2 separate regions of the Mus musculus genome follow, and region 2 is linked to region 1. A link is a contact called in public HiChIP or PLAC-seq data. All regions are on one chromosome and are shown on one strand. The core of a region is the stretch at or near the end of the contact, and the rest is flanking DNA. Distances in the headings are between cores, read along the strand shown. Region 1 holds the start of Sh2b3 (SH2B adaptor protein 3). Region 2 holds the start of Hcar2 (hydroxycarboxylic acid receptor 2).

The links. HiChIP or PLAC-seq counts read pairs in DNA pulled down with a chosen protein or histone mark.
Region 2: an H3K27ac HiChIP or PLAC-seq map of bone marrow-derived dendritic cells shows a contact between it and region 1, with 6 times the contacts expected there. The contact joins the promoter of Hcar2 here to the promoter of Sh2b3 in region 1. A contact is called at or near these places in 1 of 115 datasets of contacts at active chromatin or transcription factors (bone marrow-derived dendritic cells) and 1 of 9 other capture datasets (adipose tissue).

The regions. Positions count from the first base shown.
Region 1 is chr5:121,835,186-121,840,715 of GRCm38.p6, forward strand. It overlaps Sh2b3 (SH2B adaptor protein 3), which reads right to left and starts at 1,674. Exons shown (of 8, transcript NM_008507.4): 1 at 1,365-1,674. It overlaps Gm32422 (a long non-coding RNA gene), which reads left to right and starts at 2,976. Exons shown (of 2, transcript XR_387683.2): 1 at 2,976-3,495; 2 at 3,621-4,075.
Region 2 is chr5:123,863,796-123,869,345 of GRCm38.p6, forward strand. It overlaps Hcar2 (hydroxycarboxylic acid receptor 2), which reads right to left and starts at 1,721. Exons shown (of 1, transcript NM_030701.3): 1 at 1-1,721. The coding sequence starts at 1,643. The coding sequence ends at 561.

The DNA.
Region 1 (5,530 bases), core at 424-2,923:
TGGACCCCCAGAGACCTGCTCTGGAAAGGGTGTGATACAGGCCCAGGCAGCCGGAAGGGGCTCCCAAGCACCTTCAGCTCTATCGCAGAAGTGGGAGAAACCAGATGGTGGCCCAACTAGCCTAGACAGCCTGAGGCACACAAGCTGATGGCACAGCCCAGCTACTCAAAGGAAAGGACCGTCACTTCTCTAAGAACATTTTGAACGATGAGGACCAGGCACTGGGTGACATTTGGTGCCAGAGAGTCAGGAAGGAAGAGGAGCAGCAAATGACCTCAACAAAACAGATAACACCCTTGTCATGACTGCCTGCCCTCCTGATCAAGCCATCCTGTGCTCTGGTGGCCCTCACAAGTTAGGTGTCAACTGAGGGAACCCAGGCCAGGAAGGGGTTTGTCATCTGACCCTGCCCAGGGTCCTTCAGAGTTCCCTGCCCACAGACTCGGGAAACCCCAGAGCAGCTATGCTCAGGAGAGAGCCGAGGACGGTCCCAGGGCCAGGGTCAATAAAACTGGACAGTCTGAAAACCAACGGCCTGTAACTGAGGTCTTCTCCCAACGGCCTGTAACTGAGCCCTTCTCCCAGCCGGACGCAGGTGCCTTCCACACAGCATTCATTAAAACTCCACCTCATTGTAACTGCACCACAAATCTCTTCTCACTCACTGAACAGCGGGGAAACTGAGGTCGCGACCCTCATCTTGGAGAGCAGAGGAGAAAGAACACAAGTTCTGCCTCTAGGACCCTCGGTTTCCTCTCTTGTCACTGCCCAGCCCTTGAGATCCCCAAACCACAGCTGCTGCCGCTGCTGCGGGCCAGCCCCTTCCCAGCTGACCACCCATTGGGACTGCACAAGTTCCAGAATGTATTCACCCCTCCTGGCTCAGATGGCGTTTCCTCCCAGAGGAGGCCTGGGGAACAAGGTTCAGAAAGTGTCCTAAGAGCATAAAACTCTTATAACCTCAACTTCCCCCAGCGGGCCCTGGCCTGTCATGGCCTGTCCCACCCCCTTCCCCCATCTCTGGCTGATTTCACCTTTAGGACTCCGCATATCATCCTTGGTTGATCACCGGGGCACTAGTGACACACGTGTCCCCCCCTCCCACCCTCACCGCCAGCACACCCCCCCCCCCGGCAGGGGCCCAAGCACGCTGTGTGCCGGGACAGCTCTCGGTTCCTCCCGCGGCGCCCCGCCAGGCTCCTCTCCGGAGGCCCCAGCTGAAAGCACTGACCTCCGCGCCCACATCACTGCGGTCTGGGATTGGGGAAGAGAAACAGAATGAGGAAACGCCAGAAAACAGAAGCGGGACCCGGGGACGGCCGCCCGGCCCAGTTCCTCCAACACGCTCGGCGGGCCGCGCTTACCGCGCAAGCTGCGGGTCGGGGCCCGGCCGGCCCATGGCGTCGCACGGCCTCTCGGCGCTCAGGCAGGAAACCCCGGCTCGGAAAACGGCCAGCGCCTCATTTCCGCCGCCAGCTCCTGACAGCAGCCGGGGGACGCGGCCTCGGGCCGTCCCCAGGACGCTGCTGCTGCTGCCGCCGCCGATGTGGACCCCGTGTGGCCCGTGACAGTCTGGGCTGGAGAGCGGCCAGGCGGAGGCGACGGCCCGAGCCCATGCCGCCCCACGCCGTTATGTAAAGAGGAACCAGCCGCGAGCCGCGCGCGGCGGCGGAGGGCGGCCTGGGGGCGTGGCCACAGAGAGCCACGCCCCGGGGCCGCCTGCGGAGGCCGGGGGCGGAGCCTATCCCGGCCCCGCCCTCCTCTCGCGCCTCCGCCCGCTGCCCGGTGGGAGGTAGCATAGCGACAAGCTCCGCCCCCATAAGGCGCGCTCTCTGCACCCAAGTTGCGTCGCGCCCCCTAAAGAAGGGAAAAAAAATAATAATAAAATAAAGAATCTCGAAGGGGAGGAGCGTGCTCGGTCCCGCCCCTCTCGCGCTGGCCAGTCACCGCGTGCCTCGGCAAGGCGGGGCCCCTAGAAGGGGTGGGGCGGGGCTAGGCGCGCGATGGGCGTGGCTGCCCCGACCTTCGGGACCTCCTAGGGGCGCGCCCCTGCGGACTCCCTCCAAGCCCAACCTTATCTGAGCTTGCCCGGCCGGGTCTAGCAACTGCGACCGCGGTTTTCATCACCTCCAGGGGAAGGGGCCAGCCCCACCCTGGCCCCACTATCCATGACTCCGCCGAGCCGTCCTGCCTCCGCGGCGCCATCCATTTGAAGTCCGCTCCCCTCCTAAGGTCCTCGGAGTCCCGGAACGGGCCGAGTAGGCTGTTCTCTACCTGGCCGCCCGGCCGCATTCTCTAGCTTGATGAAACTTTCTCCAAGAGCTCCTTCGCATCCCAGGCAGCCGAGCCCTTTGAACGTCCACGCCTGCGCGCCCCTTAGCCCTTTACCTTTTCTCTATCGCCACATTGGCTAACAGTGGGGTGCCCCTGTTCTGAAGTGGAGTCACTCACTGCACGCCAGTCTTCCCCGCGACTCTACGGAGGGAGGGGAAAGAGGAATGCCTGTCCCCTCCCCCTCCCCCAACAGGAAGCAGGCCGCCCACGCCCCCAGCTTGGAGGGGCCACTGCAAGCCTTCCCAGACGACAGGCTCCCACGAGCCGCTGGCTCCCTGGAGCCTTCCCCTTGCTGCGTGGGACCAAATATTTGACCCCCTCCAACTCAGTTTTTTCATCTATGAAATGGAAATAACACGTGTCTCCAGCCCACTCAGGGACTGGAAGAAGTGAGTTGCTCACATTAGAGCAGCCTAACCAACCGGGCTGAATTCAGTCCCCGGGCCTGCTGTTGGAGCCCGAAGAAGGGACTCCCCCGTAGGTGGGGATTTCCACTACAATCGGACGGCAGCAAGCTGGAGCCTGGTAGCAAAATGGCTTGGAAGAAGCCCCCACCCACCCACCCCCAAAAAACGAGCCAAGGCAATGTCTTAGGCACTATAAGGTGTTTGTGGACATCAGTTAGTGATTCCCTCGTGGGGGCGCCACTCTGGTTGGGAGACAGCATCGGTGACAGCTCCGTTGTGGAGTTGTCTTTGGGACACAGGAAGAGAAATCTTTGAGTAATATTTAAGCTGCGATCTCCCACATGATGAGGGGGGAAGGCAATCCCAGTCAATGCAGCGCCAAATGCAGAGGCTCTAAAGTGCCTTGTTAGAAAAGTAGCAATGGCCCCACCTACAACGAAGGAACACGTGCTATTTTAGAGGTCTAGGTGCAGAGTCAGGTTTGGTTTGTTTTTTGTTTGTTTTTCTCAGGGAAGGGAGGGTCCTTCCTGAGGGCACTGGGGAGCTATGAAGAATCGCGAGAAAGAGCAGGCCCAGATGAGCTCTGCCACAGAGGCTGGTGTAGGTGTCCCCATTCGGGGACGCAGCACCTAAGGAGGGCTGCGGTGGAGACTAGCTTGGTTAGCCCGTAGCACGCTCCCTACGACACCTGGGGCGACTGCCGGGTACCTGCAGCCTCGCCGGGGCCAGGAGGCGCGCGCGCGCGGAGCATCAGGTATTGGCAGTCCTTGCCAAATGGTGGCTGCAATCTGCCAGCCGCAAGCACTTTCCCTCTCGTAGCCGACTGCAGCTCTGCTGAGTTAAATGGAGACTTGTGGTTCTTCCTCTTTTTAATCACAGGCCAGCCCTGCCTGCCAGATTTCTCCGAGGCCCAAACCCGTTTCCTTCCTCGCGCTCAGTTTCTTCTCGCCCCGGCGGGGCCCGCCCCAGTCCGGGTTCCCTGAAAGCCCTGCGACGTCAGAGCCTTCTGTTTATTTGTGTTTCTCATTCCGAGGGCAAAGGACTCTGAGGCGGGACCCTGCGGTGACAGCAGCGACGACCCCGGGGTTCTGCGCCCCTGGGGACCTGACTCCACCCAGCAGGGCTAGGGGGTTGGGGGGTGGGGAGGACGCCGGTTCCCACGGCTGGCGGGGACTGCCGGAAGCAGTCTGTCCACTTCCAGGGGCCGGGCCACCCGCCCTTCCTTCCTGCTGAGGGCAGCGGCACCCCAGGTCCACCTGCAAGGACCCAGGTGGCCAGGTCAGAAGTACAACCAAGCCTAATCTAGCAGGTTCTATAAATCAACAAGGTCAGGGTCAAAATATCAGCCAGGTGCACTGGACGACTGGAGGCTGAGACACTTAGCAGCGGAGACAGGAGGTGAGCCTTGGCTACCTAATGAGTTGCAAACCTGCCCGAGCTACATGAGACGCTGTCTCAAATCAAACCAACTGAACAGTACCAATGAAAGCTAACCAGAGCCAAGAGTATTAGTAAGTCAATGATCCAAGCAACAAACATTAACCAGATATGACCAGGGCCGTGGCAGGATAGGTAAAGTGCTTGGTGTGCAGGCCTAAGGACCTGACTTCGAGGCCCAACACCCATGTAAAACCCAGGCAGGGCCAGTGGGGCTTGTGGGTCAGCCAATCTAGTAGACCCATCCAACTGGTTACTGCAGTAAGATACTCTGTCTCAAAAATGTGTGTGTGTGTGTGTGTGTGTGTCCAATGTCTTTACTCCCAGCATTCAAGAGGCAGAGGCAGGTGAATCACTCTAAATTTGGGGCCAGCCTGGTCTACATAGAGGCTAGCCAGGATCTCAGAGTAAAATCCTGCCTTAAGAAAAAAGAAAAGATAAGCCGGGCGTGGTGGCGCAAAAAGCTGGGCTTGGTGGTTCACACCTTTAATCCCAGCCCTCAGGAGGCAGAGGCAGGTAGATCTCTGAATTCGAGGCCAGCCTGGTCTGCAGAGTGAGTTCCAGGACAGCCAAGGCTACACAGGCAAACCCTGTCTTGTAAAACCAAAAAAAAAAAAAAAAAAAAAAAGACATGAGAACCTACTACCTGAAGTATACCATTGGTCACAAACCCAGAGCTTTTTTTATTTGTTTGTTTTTGTTTTTCGAGACAGGGTTTCTCTGTATAGACCTGGCTGTCCTGGAACTCACTTTGTAGGCCAGGCTGGCCTCAAACTCAGAAATCTGCCTGCCTCTGCCTCCAGAGTGCTGGGATTAAAGGCGTGTGCCACCATGCCCGGCTAAACCCAGGACTTTTAACAAAAAAAAAAAAAAAAAAAAAAAAAAAAAACAAAAAAAAAACTCTCTTTACTTTTTATTTTGAGGCATGGTCTCATTGGTTTGCCCAGCTAGCCTGAGACTTGGTCAAGGAAGGCATTCAACTCAGCATCCTCCTGCCGCTGCCTTCTGAGTAGCCAAGGTAACAGCTCGTGCTATTAGAGTTGGCTTTGTTACTGGGCTTTTGAGACAAGAACTTTGCTCTGTTGCCCAGGTGGCCTCCGACTTGAGATTCTCCAGCCTCTGCCTTTCCGGTGCTAAGCATTGACAGGTGTGAGCCTCCAGACCCACCCTGTACGTATAATCTTAATGTTAATTAAAACATGCAACTCAAGCTGCCACCATGGCTCACAAGCGTAAAGACAGCACTCTGGAGGCAGAGGCAGGAGGATCACCCTGAGTCCCAGGCCAGCCAGAAGTACATAGTTGAGGCTTTGTGCTGAAAAATAAATTAAATATACAGCTGGTATGCTGGC
Region 2 (5,550 bases), core at 471-2,970, 2.0 Mb after region 1:
ACCACCTTTGGAGACTTGGAGAACAATCAAATCTTTTGCATCTCCTCCCCTCTTTAGCATTTCTGCTAAAGTCTGGCTGAAAGGTATACTGGTCCCACCGAACACAAGTGACCAACTGGCTTATCAGTGACATCTGGGTAGAGATCCCCTCCAGTTTCGTGGATCTCCTTGTCCTCACTGGGGCCCACGGACAGGCTAGGTAGGACCCTAGGACGAAGAGCCATCCGTGACTTTGAGCAGAACTGAGGTGTGTCTGGGTGCATCTGGGACTCAAACTCTGCAGGACTCTGTCTTCTTCAGTCCTGTAAGCTTGGAAGGCTGAGAAGTTTCCACTGTCTGGAAACTCTGCTTTCTGTTCCTCTGAGATTTTCTATGGCTGCACCTCGCAACCAAAACTGCTCACTGCACCACGCCGTTTCTCTAAATTCGATTCTCCGAATCTAGAAGTTCCAAGAAAGCGTAAGCCAAATCTGAAGATGTTACCCTGTTCAACGAACGGCCAAATCGCCTCTCCAGAGAGCACAGGCCTGAGCGGCAATCTCCCTTCTTGTCATAGTAACTTAACGAGATGTGGAAGCCAGATAAGGGGGGCTGCCTGGCTCACTGGGGTCAGCCATTAGCGCCCCTGGAATACTTCTGGTTGTGCTGGGGTCCCCCGTGAGCTCCACACTAGTGCTTCGGTTATTATCGGGTTCACCCAATGTTTTCTTTCGAAGGCAGCGGTTGATACACGTGGAGAAGAAGTTGGGGAAAGATGGGCTGGAGAAATAGTAGACCACAGGGTCCAGCATGCTGTTCATGTAGGTAAAGCTAAGGGTGGTAAAGAAAGCCAGGTCCACCGAGGAGTAGATGTCACAGTTGCGTACGTTATATTTGTAGAGAAGCCAGAAGATGCGGATGCGCACAGCCACACTGGGTAGGAAGCAAATGATGAATACAATAGCCACCACCATGATGAAGTTGATGGCCCTCTTGATCTTGGCATGTCTGTCCATCTGTCTCTGCCTCAGGCTCCAGATGATCCTGCCTGAGCAGAACAAGATGATGGCCAGGGGCAAGAAGAATTCCAAGAGGAACATAGCATCGTGCCACCTGAAGTTGTAACAGATGCTGAAGCTGCTACACAGATATGCCTCGCCATTTTTGGTCATCATGTTTGTATAGAGGAGGTGGACAGTCAGGCCGATGGTGAGACCCCACAAGAAGCAAGAAATGATGGCCGCCGTCCGGTTGGAGATCTTGTTCAAGAAGTGGTGTGGATGGACCACCCGGAAGTAGCGGTCCACAGCCACCACGGTGAGGAAGATGATGCTGCCCTGTCGGTTCATAGCCAACATGAAGAGCATCACACGGCAGGGGATGCCTCCGAACCTCCAGTCCCAGTTATGGACATAGTTGTCCGTCAGGAACGGCAGGCAGATGATCAGGAGAAAGTCAGCCACGGCCAAGTTGAACAAGAAAATCCGGCTGGATTTCCAGGACTTGAGGTGGAAACAGAAAATCCACAAGGCAAGGCCATTGCCCAGGAGTCCGAACACAAATTCCAGCCCCAACACCGGTGGCAAGACCTTGGCGATGTTTTCATCTCGGAACACACAGCAGTTCTTGCCGTTTATCACTAGAAAATGGTCTGACTTGCTCATGAGTGGATCTGGCCAGTCCAGCTTCAGAGTGCCTCACCTAGCGAAGGCTCAAGGCGAGTGTGTGTCTGTGTGGTGAACGTGTGGTTCAGCCCTCGGCTTTATGTCATGTCAGGGTGTTGAAAGAGATGACTGAATGGTTACCAGGAAACTACGAAATCATTTAAAAAAAAAAAAGGCTAGCAAGGCTCTTATGCAACTTACTGTTTGCATAAACAAGTAATAAAAAAAAAGTCCCCTGGGCAGACGGGAACCCACAAATTTTTCTAAACGTAAAGGATAAGTTTAGGCAAGCCGACTGTCAGAGGTGGACGAGTCAGATCTGAGGGCATTCCTTCTGAAGGCTGCAGGCATGCATGCTGGCTAGGTGATTGGCCTCGGAGAATCCATTCACTGCAATTTGCTTAGCTGACAATAATTAATAAATTAACAAGGGCAGTAACCATGCACTGTGCTAAAAGAACAGTCAGGCTTTCCAGGAGCAGTAAGAGTTCGTGTGAAATTCTACTATGCATTGGTAATGTGGATACGGTTTCCTCTGTCTGTCTGTCTGTCTGTCTCTGTCTCCCCCACCTCCTTGTTTTCTTTCTAGGATTTATTTTTATTTTTGCATGCCTGTCTATGTGGCTATGTACATACAACAACAGCCCCAGAGGCTATTGGATGCCCTGGAGCTAGAGTTATAAGACAGTTGTCATCCACCCCAATGTGGGGATAGGGAGCTTAATGCAGGTCCTCTGCAGGAGCAGCGGGTGCTCCTAACCCCCAACTCAGTTCTCTAGCGCCGTGCTCTTTTTCCTTTTTTCCTTCCTCTCAGATAGATGTCTCCTCTTGTTACGTCTCCCAAGCTGGCTTCTCCATCTTCCTGCTTCTTCTTCCCGAGTGCTGGGATTGCAGACACAGCGCCTGGATGTGTGGTATTCGTAGAAATGGCTCTGATTTCAAGCCTCAAGAGGGTGCAGAAAGATAACATTTCCTTTCTCTCTCTTTTTTTTAAAGTGTGATTAAGTGTCATCTTACAGAGTATCTACCATTGACTATCTACTTTGAGTTTGAAATTAGAAATTGGAAATTTGCCAGGTGGTAGTGGTGCATACCTTTAATCCCAGTACTCGGCAGGCGAAAGCAGGTAGATCTCTGAATTTACCTGCTCTACAGATCGAGTTCCAAGACAGCCAGGGCTAGACAGAGAAACTGTCTCAAAAAAAAAAAAAAAAAAAAAAAAAAAGAGGAAATGTGTCCCTTTAGCTGCCTACCCAAATCCTCAATGGCATTTGACGGACCTTGTAGTCTAGACTCAGGGTGACCTGATCTTGGATCCTATAGGATCAGGATACTTCATGGAGACTGTGACAATGAAGATGACAACTTTGAGATTGGTGGTGCCCACATTGCAGTTTCCAGTGTTCCAAATTCCATGTCTTGAAACTCCATGTTTGCCCATTTTTTTCAAGATTGATTTATTTATTTTTATGTATATGAGTATACTGTAGCTGTACAGATAGCTGTGAGCTATCATATGGTTGTTGGGAATTGAACTCAGGACCTCAGCTCGTTCCAGCCCCGCTTGCTCCGGCCCAAAGATTTATTTATTATTATATGTAAGAGCAATCTAGCTGTCTTCAAATGCACCAGAAGAGGGCATCAGATCTCATTATGGATGGTGGTGAGCCATGTGGTTGCTAGGATTTGAACTCAGGACCTTCGGAAGAGTAGTCAGTCCTCTTAACCTCTGAGCCATCTCTCCAATATTGTTTTTTTGTTTGTTTATTTTGTTTTGTTTTGTTTTTTGGTTTTGGGTTTCTGTTTGTTTGTTTGTTTTCAAGGCAGGATTTCTCTGTGTAGCCCTGGTTGTCCTGGAACTCATTCTGTAGACCAGACTGGCCTCAAACTCAGAAATCCCCTGGTCTCTGCCTCCCAAGTGCTGGTATAATATTGTATTTTTTAAAAGACTTTTTGAAACATGTATTTTTTTTAAATTGGGAGAGAGAGAGAGTCTGTGTGTCTGTGTGTTTGTGTGTCTGTCTGTGTATATATGCATGTGAATACAGGTGCCCTCGGAGACCAGCAGAAGGTGCCAGGTTCCCTGAGGCAGGAGTTGCAGATGGATATGAGTTACCTGATGTGGATGCTAGAAATTGAATTCAAGTTCTCAGCAAGAACAAGTGCTCTTAACTGAGACGGACATCTCCAGCCCCTTAAACAGGCTTCTGAGACAGCATCTCCCTATGTATCTCAGGCTGGCCTGGCCTCACTGCTGGCCACGATTGTCCTGTGTGCACGGAGTGCTGGGATTACAGGCTTATGACACGAACCCAGATCACTGCCTCTTCCTCTGCAATTGCCTTGAATGTTAGCTGGCATTGGCACTTGCTTGCCTTACTGCCTGTGGGTGCTGGTAACCCTTCCTCCTGGATAAATGTGAACTTACTGAGGGCATGTGTTTTGGCTTGAAAGTAAAAGAGCCCCTGCAGGCTCCCAGGTTTGGAGCACTTGGTCCCCAGCACCTGACACTGTTTTGCAAGCCTGGAGAACTCTGAGGATGGAAGCTGGTAGAGACCAATCACTAGGCCTGGAAAGTTATATCCACTTTAGGTTGAGGTCGGCGCTCCTCTCCCTCCAGGTCCAGGCCTGAGGCACCACAGACTGGGCTGCTTGATGTCACAATGGACTGTGACACACCAAAACAGATCTCTTCTAAGTTGTTTTTGTCTGGTATTTGGTCACAACAACAACAACAACAACAACATGAAAGTAACCCACACAACACCCCTGAAGTAATCCTATGGGGTTTGATGAACTGGAGAGAAACAACTAGCCCTGATTGTTGCTGGCATCCAGAATCTGAAAGGGAGTCTCCTTCTTAAGTTTTAGAATTGTATAAATGTGTGTGTGTGTGTGTGTGTGTGTGTGCGCGTGCGTGCGCGCGCGCGCGCAGTAACTGAAGGCTGACTGTGAGTGGCTTCTTGAGCTGTTGTTGCCCACAGAACTCATTGTCTGGCCAGCCAATCCCAAGAGTCACTTGTCTTGACCCCACCAACCAGCACGGGGACTACAGACACGCATCACCATGCCCGACTTCATAGTGCTGTGGAGCTAACCTCAGATAAAGTGTTTGCATAGCACATCCTTTGTCCACTAAGCAATCGTACCCTTAAAATTAAAAAAAAAAAAAAAAGGTAAGCATTAAACCGAGGATCCTGTAATCCTAGTTCTTAAGAGGCTGAAAGATTTGGAATTCAAGGCCCTTCTCAGCTCTAGATGGAGTTCAAGGTCAGCCTGAGCTACTTGAGACAGTCTCAAGACAAACAAAGGCAAACCAACTAACAGCAAGAAGGAAAAAAAAAAAGCCATTATATAGGTTAGCTTTTATTGTCAATTTAATACAACCTAGAAACAATTGGGTAGAGTCTCAATAAGGGATCTCTGCATTGTGTTTGCCTGTGGGTATATCTGTAGGAAATTGTCCTGATTGTGTTAACTAATATAGGAAGACCTAGCCCACCATGGGTAGCACCATTCCCTAGGCCAGGGGATCCTGAAGTATATAAGAATAGAGAAACTGAGCTGAGTGTAACACAAGTGAGTGAGCGAGGTTGCATAAGTTCATCTCTCTCTGCTCTAAGTGTGGATATAATGTAACTAGCTGCCTCAACTTCTCCCCTTTACTTCCTCACAATAGCGAACAAGAATGGCAAATTGAAATAATCCCTTTTCTGCCAATGCTGGTTTTTGCAGGGGTATTTCTCATAGCAAACAGAAATGAAACCAGACAGTCATGGATAATTCTGCTTGCTTGCTTTCTTTCTTTCTTTCTTTTTCTTTCTTTCTTTCTTTCTTTCTTTCTTTCTTTCTTTCTTTCTTTCTTTCCTTCCTTCCTTCTTTCTTTCTTCTTTTTCTTTTTCTTTTT